Linked DNA regions of Mus musculus: region 1 is linked to region 2. Evidence: chromatin contacts called from public HiChIP or PLAC-seq data. All regions are on one chromosome and are shown on one strand. Each heading gives the region's core, a stretch centred on a gene start, on an enhancer-like site or on the middle of the called end of the contact. The rest is flanking DNA. Distances are from core to core; before and after follow the strand shown. Region 1 has its middle 14 kb from the start of Gm33377. Region 2 has its middle 46 kb from the start of Gm33336.

Evidence for each region. HiChIP or PLAC-seq counts read pairs in DNA pulled down with a chosen protein or histone mark.
Region 1: an H3K4me3 HiChIP or PLAC-seq map of bone marrow-derived macrophages shows a contact between it and region 2, with 4 times the contacts expected there. The contact joins two enhancer-like sites. A contact is called at or near these places in 2 of 39 promoter capture datasets (cranial neural crest and liver), 2 of 484 Hi-C or Micro-C datasets (liver and psoas muscle), 3 of 115 datasets of contacts at active chromatin or transcription factors (bone marrow-derived macrophages, double positive thymocytes and hepatocytes) and 2 of 9 other capture datasets (adipose tissue and liver).

What each region holds. Positions count from the first base shown.
Region 1 is chr10:95,801,749-95,805,476 of GRCm38.p6, reverse strand. No RefSeq gene overlaps it. Among named protein-coding and RNA genes, the nearest start is that of Gm33377, 14 kb to the left of the region's middle. Within about 2 kb of position 2,131, at least 1 of the 459 cell types and tissues checked has an H3K27ac peak or open chromatin away from gene starts, as enhancers often do. A contact at or near this core is called in bone marrow-derived macrophages, where this site is marked.
Region 2 is chr10:95,676,194-95,679,705 of GRCm38.p6, reverse strand. No RefSeq gene overlaps it. Among named protein-coding and RNA genes, the nearest start is that of Gm33336, 46 kb to the right of the region's middle. Within about 2 kb of position 1,790, at least 168 of the 459 cell types and tissues checked have an H3K27ac peak or open chromatin away from gene starts, as enhancers often do. A contact at or near this core is called in bone marrow-derived macrophages, where this site is marked.

The DNA of each region.
Region 1 (3,728 bases), core at 882-3,381, 130 kb before region 2:
GTCCCTTGTGATCTTGGAGAAGTTGCTCCAAGCCAAGAGGAAAGCTAGTCTTCCTCTTGAAAGTGCTGACCAGGTACCTCATAGAGCCTCTCAAAAGTGCCAGGAGCTCACTGATTAGAACGTAGCGAAATTCTTCTAAGAACATTAGAGCCAGTGAGACTCAAGGATCAAATTTACCTTAAACCCTCATTTGCATACTTGCTTCGAGGGAAGTCTATTATGGTATGGCCTGAATATGTCACTTTGGAAACCTTGCTTCTAATGATCAGATACAAAAAGGTGAGAAGCTGTCAGCAGAAAGAACATCTGCTCACCCACCCCCTTCCCATAGGATATGAATGTGCCCAAAATATAGCACACAGATGAAAGAACTATTTTGAAACAGAGACAAAAACGTTTTGACTCATGAAAGGAATATCTATGATGTTTGAGGTTTTTTTTTTTTTTTTTTTTTTTTTTTTTACACAAAGAATTACCTCCCCTTTTTGTTTTGTTTTGTTTTGTTTTTTGTTTTTTTTTTTTTAAACAGTCCCACTTGGTCTGTAGTAATGATTCTCTTTGTTTTATCAAATTTATTGCAGTCATCAGCTCTACAATCTCCTTCCTCATCTTCCTTTAACAGTTCCATGATACTTTCCTGGTATATACTGTCCTTACTGAAAGCCATTTCATTCCCTTCAGTAATGTTAGCATTTTGTCTAAGCTCTGCCCCACAGTTACCTGGCAACAGTCAGGTGTGCCTGACTCACTATAAAAGGGGCTGCTTGCCCCCTCCACACTCTCTTGCTCTCTTGCCTTCTTGCTCTCACTCTGTCCTCTCGCCCCTTCCCCCTTCTCTCCCCACTCCCCTCCCCCCACTCTCTCCAGGAGCTCATGGCCAGCCTCTACTCCTCTCCTCTCTCTCTCTCTCTGCCTTTCTCTGTCTCTACTACCCTCCTAACTCCCCTCCCCATGCCCCAAATAAACTCTATGCTATACTAGACCATCATATGGCTGGTCCCTCAGGAGGAAGGGATGCCTCAGCGTGGGCCCTTGGAGGCACCCCTTTCCCCCATACCTGACTACTCCTCCACCAAACAAATTCCTTCTCTCCTTATCTTTTTATAAAACACAACACATACTCTTCCGCTAAACATATACTAAAGAACCTTCATGATAGATAGCCCATCATGCATGCTTCAGTTATGCATTCACTCAACAAATGCTATGATGGATCTCCCTTTGCCCAAATTGGTAGATCTGAACACAGAAAGCAGTCCATACTTTGAAAATATATCTGGAAAATGTCTTTAAATAATTCAATTTTTTTTATTCTTATATGTAGACAATGTATCTGACAACTGCCCCAAACAAGCCCCATTTCCACATACCTTCATTTTTTTTTCTTTAATTCATTGAATCCAATTAACACTGTGCCCACCATATGAGTATGGAGTCTGAGATGGTTTGAATGAGAATTGCCCCCCCCCCGTCCTCCGTAAGGCTCAGAGGAAGTGGTATTATTAGGAGGTGTGGCCTTATTAAAGTGGGTGTGGTCTTGTTGGAAGGAAGTATGTCACTGGGAGTGGGCTTTGAGGTTTTCAGAAGCTCAATCCAGGCCTAGTGTCACTCTTCCTTCCTGCTGCCTGCTGAATCAGATGTAGACCTTCTCCAGTGCCATGTCTGGCTGCATGCTACCATGCTTCCTGCCAAGACAATAACGGACTGAACCTCTTGAACTGTAAGCCAGCCCCAAAGTGTACTGGCTAGTTTCGTGTGCCAACTTGACACAAGCTGGAGTTATCACAGAGATAGGAGCCTCCCCTGAAGAAATGCCTCCATGAAATCCAGCTGTAAGGCATTTTCTCAATTAGTGATCAAGGGTGGGAAGGCCTATTGTGGGTGGTGCCATCTCTGGGCTGGTGGTCCTGCGTCCTATAAGAAAGCAGGCTGAGCAATCCAGGTGAAGCAAAACAGTAAGCAGCACCCCTCCATGGCCTCTGCATCAGCTCCTGCCTCCAAGTTCCTGCCCTGTGTGACCTCCTTTGGTGATGAACACCAATGTGGAAGTGTAAGCTGAATAAACACTTCTTCCCCAACTTGCTTCTTGGTCATGATGTTTTGTGCAGGAATAGAAACCCTGACTAAGACACCAACTAAATGGTTCCCTTTATAAGAGCTGCTGTGGCTATGGCTTTTCTTCACAGTGATAAAACCCTAAGATGGGACCTAGTTGGAGTTTTTACAGCAAAAGCCTCAGGATTCAGTGGCCCAAACTGGCTGGACTCAGCCACCCACACCCAGTGTGCCAATCAACTCAGCCCTCAGGAGACAGAGGCAGGCAAAGACCCTGAGTTCGAGGGCAGCCTGGTCTATAGAGTTCCAGGACAGTCTGAGTAGCAGTGCAAAGCAGAGAGGGATTTATCCAATGTGGGCCACAGTGGGAAAAGAGACAAATGCAGGGGTCCAGTGACCGCCCCCCCCAAGTCCAGTGTTGGGCTTTTGACATGAGGTTTGCTGAGCAGAGGAAGAACTGGACACAGCCAGGAGTGTGATTTACTAAGCAGGATGTTCTGGTTGGCCATGTCTCAGTTATCCCTGCCATGACCTGTTCTGTGATGCTACCTCCCTTTCCTGGATAACGGCCTTCATGTGGAGAGGGCTCAGTTCTGTATGGTCCTGCTATTCCAAGAGTCCAATGGGACTTAAGAGGAAAGGTTAAGAGCAATCAGGTGATGGCGGCTCATGCTTTTAATCCCAGCACTTGGGAGACAAAGATGGGTGAACTCCCTGAGTTTGAGGCCAGCCTGGTCTACAGAGTGAGTTCCAAGACAGCCAGGGCTACGCAGAGAAACCCTGTATCAAAAACAACAACAAAACAAAACCAAAGCAATGCTATCTCTGTGCTTTTAGTAAAAGGGAAAGAGATAGAAAGACGACAAGAAAAAGAACCAGAGGAACCAGGCGTTTACCCCATGTTTAGTTGTCTTTTGAGCCAAGTGAGGACTCAGTGCTTTTCCAACAACCAAAGCTTCTTTTTTTTTTCTTTTTTTTAAAAATATTTTTATTAGGTATTTTCCTCATTTACATTTCCAATGCTATCCCAAAAGGCCCCCATACCCTCCCCCCACTCCCCTACCCACCCACTCCCACTTTTTGGCCCTGGCATTCCCCTGTACTGGGGCATATAAAGTTTGCAAGTCCAATGGGCCTCTCTTTCCAGTGATGGCTGACTAGGCCATCTTCTGCTACATATGCAGCTAGAGACAAGAGCTCCGGGGTACTGGTTAGTTCATAATGTTGTTCCACCTATAGGGTTGCAGATCCCTTTAGCTCCTTGGGTAATTTCTCTAGCTCCTCCATTGGGGGTCCTATGATCCCTCCACTAGCTGACTGTGAGCATCCACTTCTGTGTTTGCTAGGCCCTGGCATAGCCTCACAAGAGACAGTTATATCTGGGTCCTTTCAGCAAAATCTTGCTAGTGTGTGCAATGCTTCTAAGTGCCTGTTTCAAAAGCACAGCATTAGACTATATTAACATTTCAAGCTACACTGAAATTCTTAGTTCTTGGGGACTCCTCATTCCCTGTGACAAATGTATTCCACTGATCTAGTGGATTGGGTATGATTCTCATTAACTCCTGGACTCAAATACAACCAGACTGGGAGAAGATGGACAGAAGTCAGGAACCCAAGTCCAAAAGAGTCATGACTTCAGAGAAAGAGAGCTCTGCCTTCTTCTAGTGCAG
Region 2 (3,512 bases), core at 541-3,040:
CTGAAATAAATGATTCGTACGTTTTCAATAATTTCTATATAGCACGTTGGCATGTGTTCTATTTTACAATGAAATGGTTTAAATAGTAATAATTCGCCAGAGCATATTCCCCAGGGTGAGTTGCACAGTCTGTCAGGGCAGGGGAGGCTAGAGGAGTTGGTCGCAGTATGAGCAGTGTGACTTCTCACATCACGGGGGACCTGAAAGTGGGGTACTAGACCAGAGGCAGGGGTGGATTTAACCCTCAAAGGCCTTCCCTACTTCAGCCAGCCAGGCCATCCACTGAAGACTCGTGGCCTCCAGAATGCTGTCAGCAATCTCATTCCATAGCCATCTGCTCCCCCTTCCTGAGAGGACTGCTACACTCAGGTCAAGAAGGCCTCTGCGGGCAGGCAGACCTGCTGGGCTCTCTCTTCCCAGGACATCACATTCTATGCTTATCCCATTTCTATGCCCTGCCCACCTTCGTGGCATCTGGGTGTGAAATAGGCATCTTTACCTCAGCCCGGGAGTGAAGTCTCCTTGGATAGATCAAACTCTGAATAAACAAATTTGCTACACTTTCCTCTCATTGGTCTATCTACTGTGACATTTGTCTTATTTAGGGTTACTATTGCTGTGACGAAACACCACGACCAAAATCAACTCAGGGGGAGGGGAAGGGGGGAGTGGGGAGTGTTCATTTGGCTTATATTTCCCCATTTAGCCCATTACTGAAGGAAGTCAGGACAGAAACTCAAGCAGGGCAGGAACCTGGAGGCTGGAGCTGATGCAGAGGCCATGGAGCAGGGCTGTTTAGTGGCTTGCTCCTCAGGGCTTGTTCTGCCTACTTTCTTATAGAACTCAGTACTACAAGCATGGGGGATGGCGCCACCCACCATGGCCTGGACCCTCCCCCATCAAGCACTAATTAAGACTTGCCTACAGGCCCATCTCAAGGAGGCTTTTCAGGAATTGAGGTTCCTTCCTCTCTGATAAATGTAGCGTTTGTCAAGTTGACATAAAACTACCCAGCACAATTATAAAGGGGAGGAAAGGACACCCTTTTCTGTCACTACACTTGTTTAAAAGTAAAATAAAAAGAAAACGTTTAAAAAGTCTTCCAAAGTCAACACTTAAAGAACTACTGTGGAGAAAGAAACATTTCCCCACTACAAGACTTCTCAGAGTCTTTAGTACACTGCTGGCCATGAAAACTCTCCAAGGAGTTACCAAGATTTCAGGCCAGGCTAGATTACAGAGAGACCCTGTCAAATCAAACACTGACCACAAACTGACTTAACTCAAGTTCTGTGCGTCACAGAATGTTTCAAAAATGATCGCACACCTCCCCCGCAAAGAAGGCAAGCTATTCTGTGTTTAAAGTCCTTGATGAATGGACAGCCGTGTAGCAATGAGGTGGACAAAGGGTATAACGTCAGGGAAACAGTCTGGGTGGGGAACCGCAGCAAGGTCTACCTGCTCAGTTTCTCCGTCTCTGTGCTGTGTCCCTCCTGGGAATGACACAGAACCTCTCTCGAACAAACTCACCCCCATCTGCTACCAAAGCAAGCCTGTCAGAATTTTTCTTTAAGCCCGCTTCTACATAGAAAGGCAGTAGGAACCCCGAGTGGTGGAGGCACTTGGACACAATTCAGCCATGACCAGCACCTGTCACTGGCCTGTCAGTGCGCAGGCTCGGGTTTCTCTTTTCCTCTCATCTGTGCCCCAGAGCGCCTAGGTGGGTCCTTGGCTGGCCTCACCCTGATGCTCACTGCGCAGATGCAGAGCTAGTGGCGGCATTTCCATTTTTGGTTTCCAGAGTCAGCCCCTGCCTGCAAGGAGCTCTTCATGTCTCCCAGCTCCTTCCGCTAGCTGATGGAGGAAGTCGTTCTGTGGCAATGTGGCCAGCTGCTAGGCTGCTGCTAGGTTCATTACGCGATGAAAATGTCTTTTACAGTCCTGAAATCAACCCCCACCATTTTTCCCACGGTGATGCTGTCATTACCCTCCGCTTGGCGGAAATGTTTGCGATCCCCAACTTCCGTTTGGATGGAGATGTTGGAAGAACTGAGTCTGCACTAGCCTGCAGGTTTTCCAGGGAGGGGTCACGAGGACACTGCTTTTTAAGCCACTTCCTTTTTTTTTTTTTTTTTAAACAAAAACTTAACTCGAGCCTATTGGGTTTCTGCAAGTTATATATCCCAACACGGCATGCACTGCACAGAGCATTTTACTTTTTCACCTTCAAAGCCAAGAGGAAGGAGTCTAGTGGGAGGCGAACTGGATGCTGATTAAAGCCACAAAGACCAGTCTTATCGGACTCTCCTTCCGCCTGTGTGTGGGGGGGGGGGGGGCGGGGGGGTTGGGTTTTTTTGAGATAAGGGTTCAGTGTGAATCCCAGGCTGGTCTGATACTCTCGGCAATCCTCCACTTTGTTCTCCCAAGTAATTGAATTATTAGGTGTATGCCACCATGCCTGGCTCTTGCCACTTTGCTGTTTTGTCTGGTTGGGAGCGCTTGGCTTTTGTTGCTTCGGTTTTTTTCATACAGCATCTGTCCATCCAATTCAGGCTGGCTTGAAACTATGTAACTCAGGCTGGCTTTGAACGCTCCATCCTCCCGGCCCAGCTTCCCCAGTGCTCAGTTAGCTGGCCTGTGCAGCTCTTGCTCTTGTTTCCTGACAGGCTTCTGAGCTTCTGTTGTATGCCCTCTGCTTGATTTGTACTCTCAGGATTTACTGGCTATACTTAGTATTGGAAAGGGTACCAAGTCTAGATCAGCAAGTTATCAATGGGACTGTATGCAGGAGTTGAGTTAGAGTCAGGCAGAGAACTTGGTGGTATGTTGTCTTGAGGATTAAATAAGAAAATGCAGGTAACTCCAGCATGTGCAACAGAAGCACTTAACACTATTACTACGTTTAAATAGTAATAACCACCAGAGAGAGAGAGAGAGAGAGAGAGAGAGAGAGAGAGAGAGAGAGAGAGAGAGAGAGAGAGAGCACGCTAGGGATATGACTTCATTGGTAAAGTGTCTACCATACAAGCGTGGGACCCTGCCATCAGTCTACATGAACCATGTCAAAAAGCCAGGCACAGCAGCATGCCCTTGTAAGCCTAGCACTGGGGGTGTGGAGACAGAAGGAGGCCTGGGTGAGCTAATCTAGCCAGTCAGTGAGCTCCAGGTTCTCTGGGAGATGCTGTCTCAAAAAACAGGGTGGAGAACAACTGAGGAATCCACTTCCAACCTCTGCACACACCCTCACACATATACATGTGCACACACACACACACACACACACACACATTAAAGCCATACTCTGCAGTATAAGAGGTGCTAGCCCTGTGCTGGCAAGGCCTGGAAGTGTCACAGGGAGCGGGGGGGGGGGGGGGGGGAGCAGGTGCACCTGTCAGCAACTGCCCCCATGCTACCTGTGATTTTGGACAAGTTCCCGAAGCCTCCAAACCTCCCTATCTTTTCATCTGAAGACACATGAGTCTCTCAGGGGTGTCACAGGAAGGGAGCTGAGT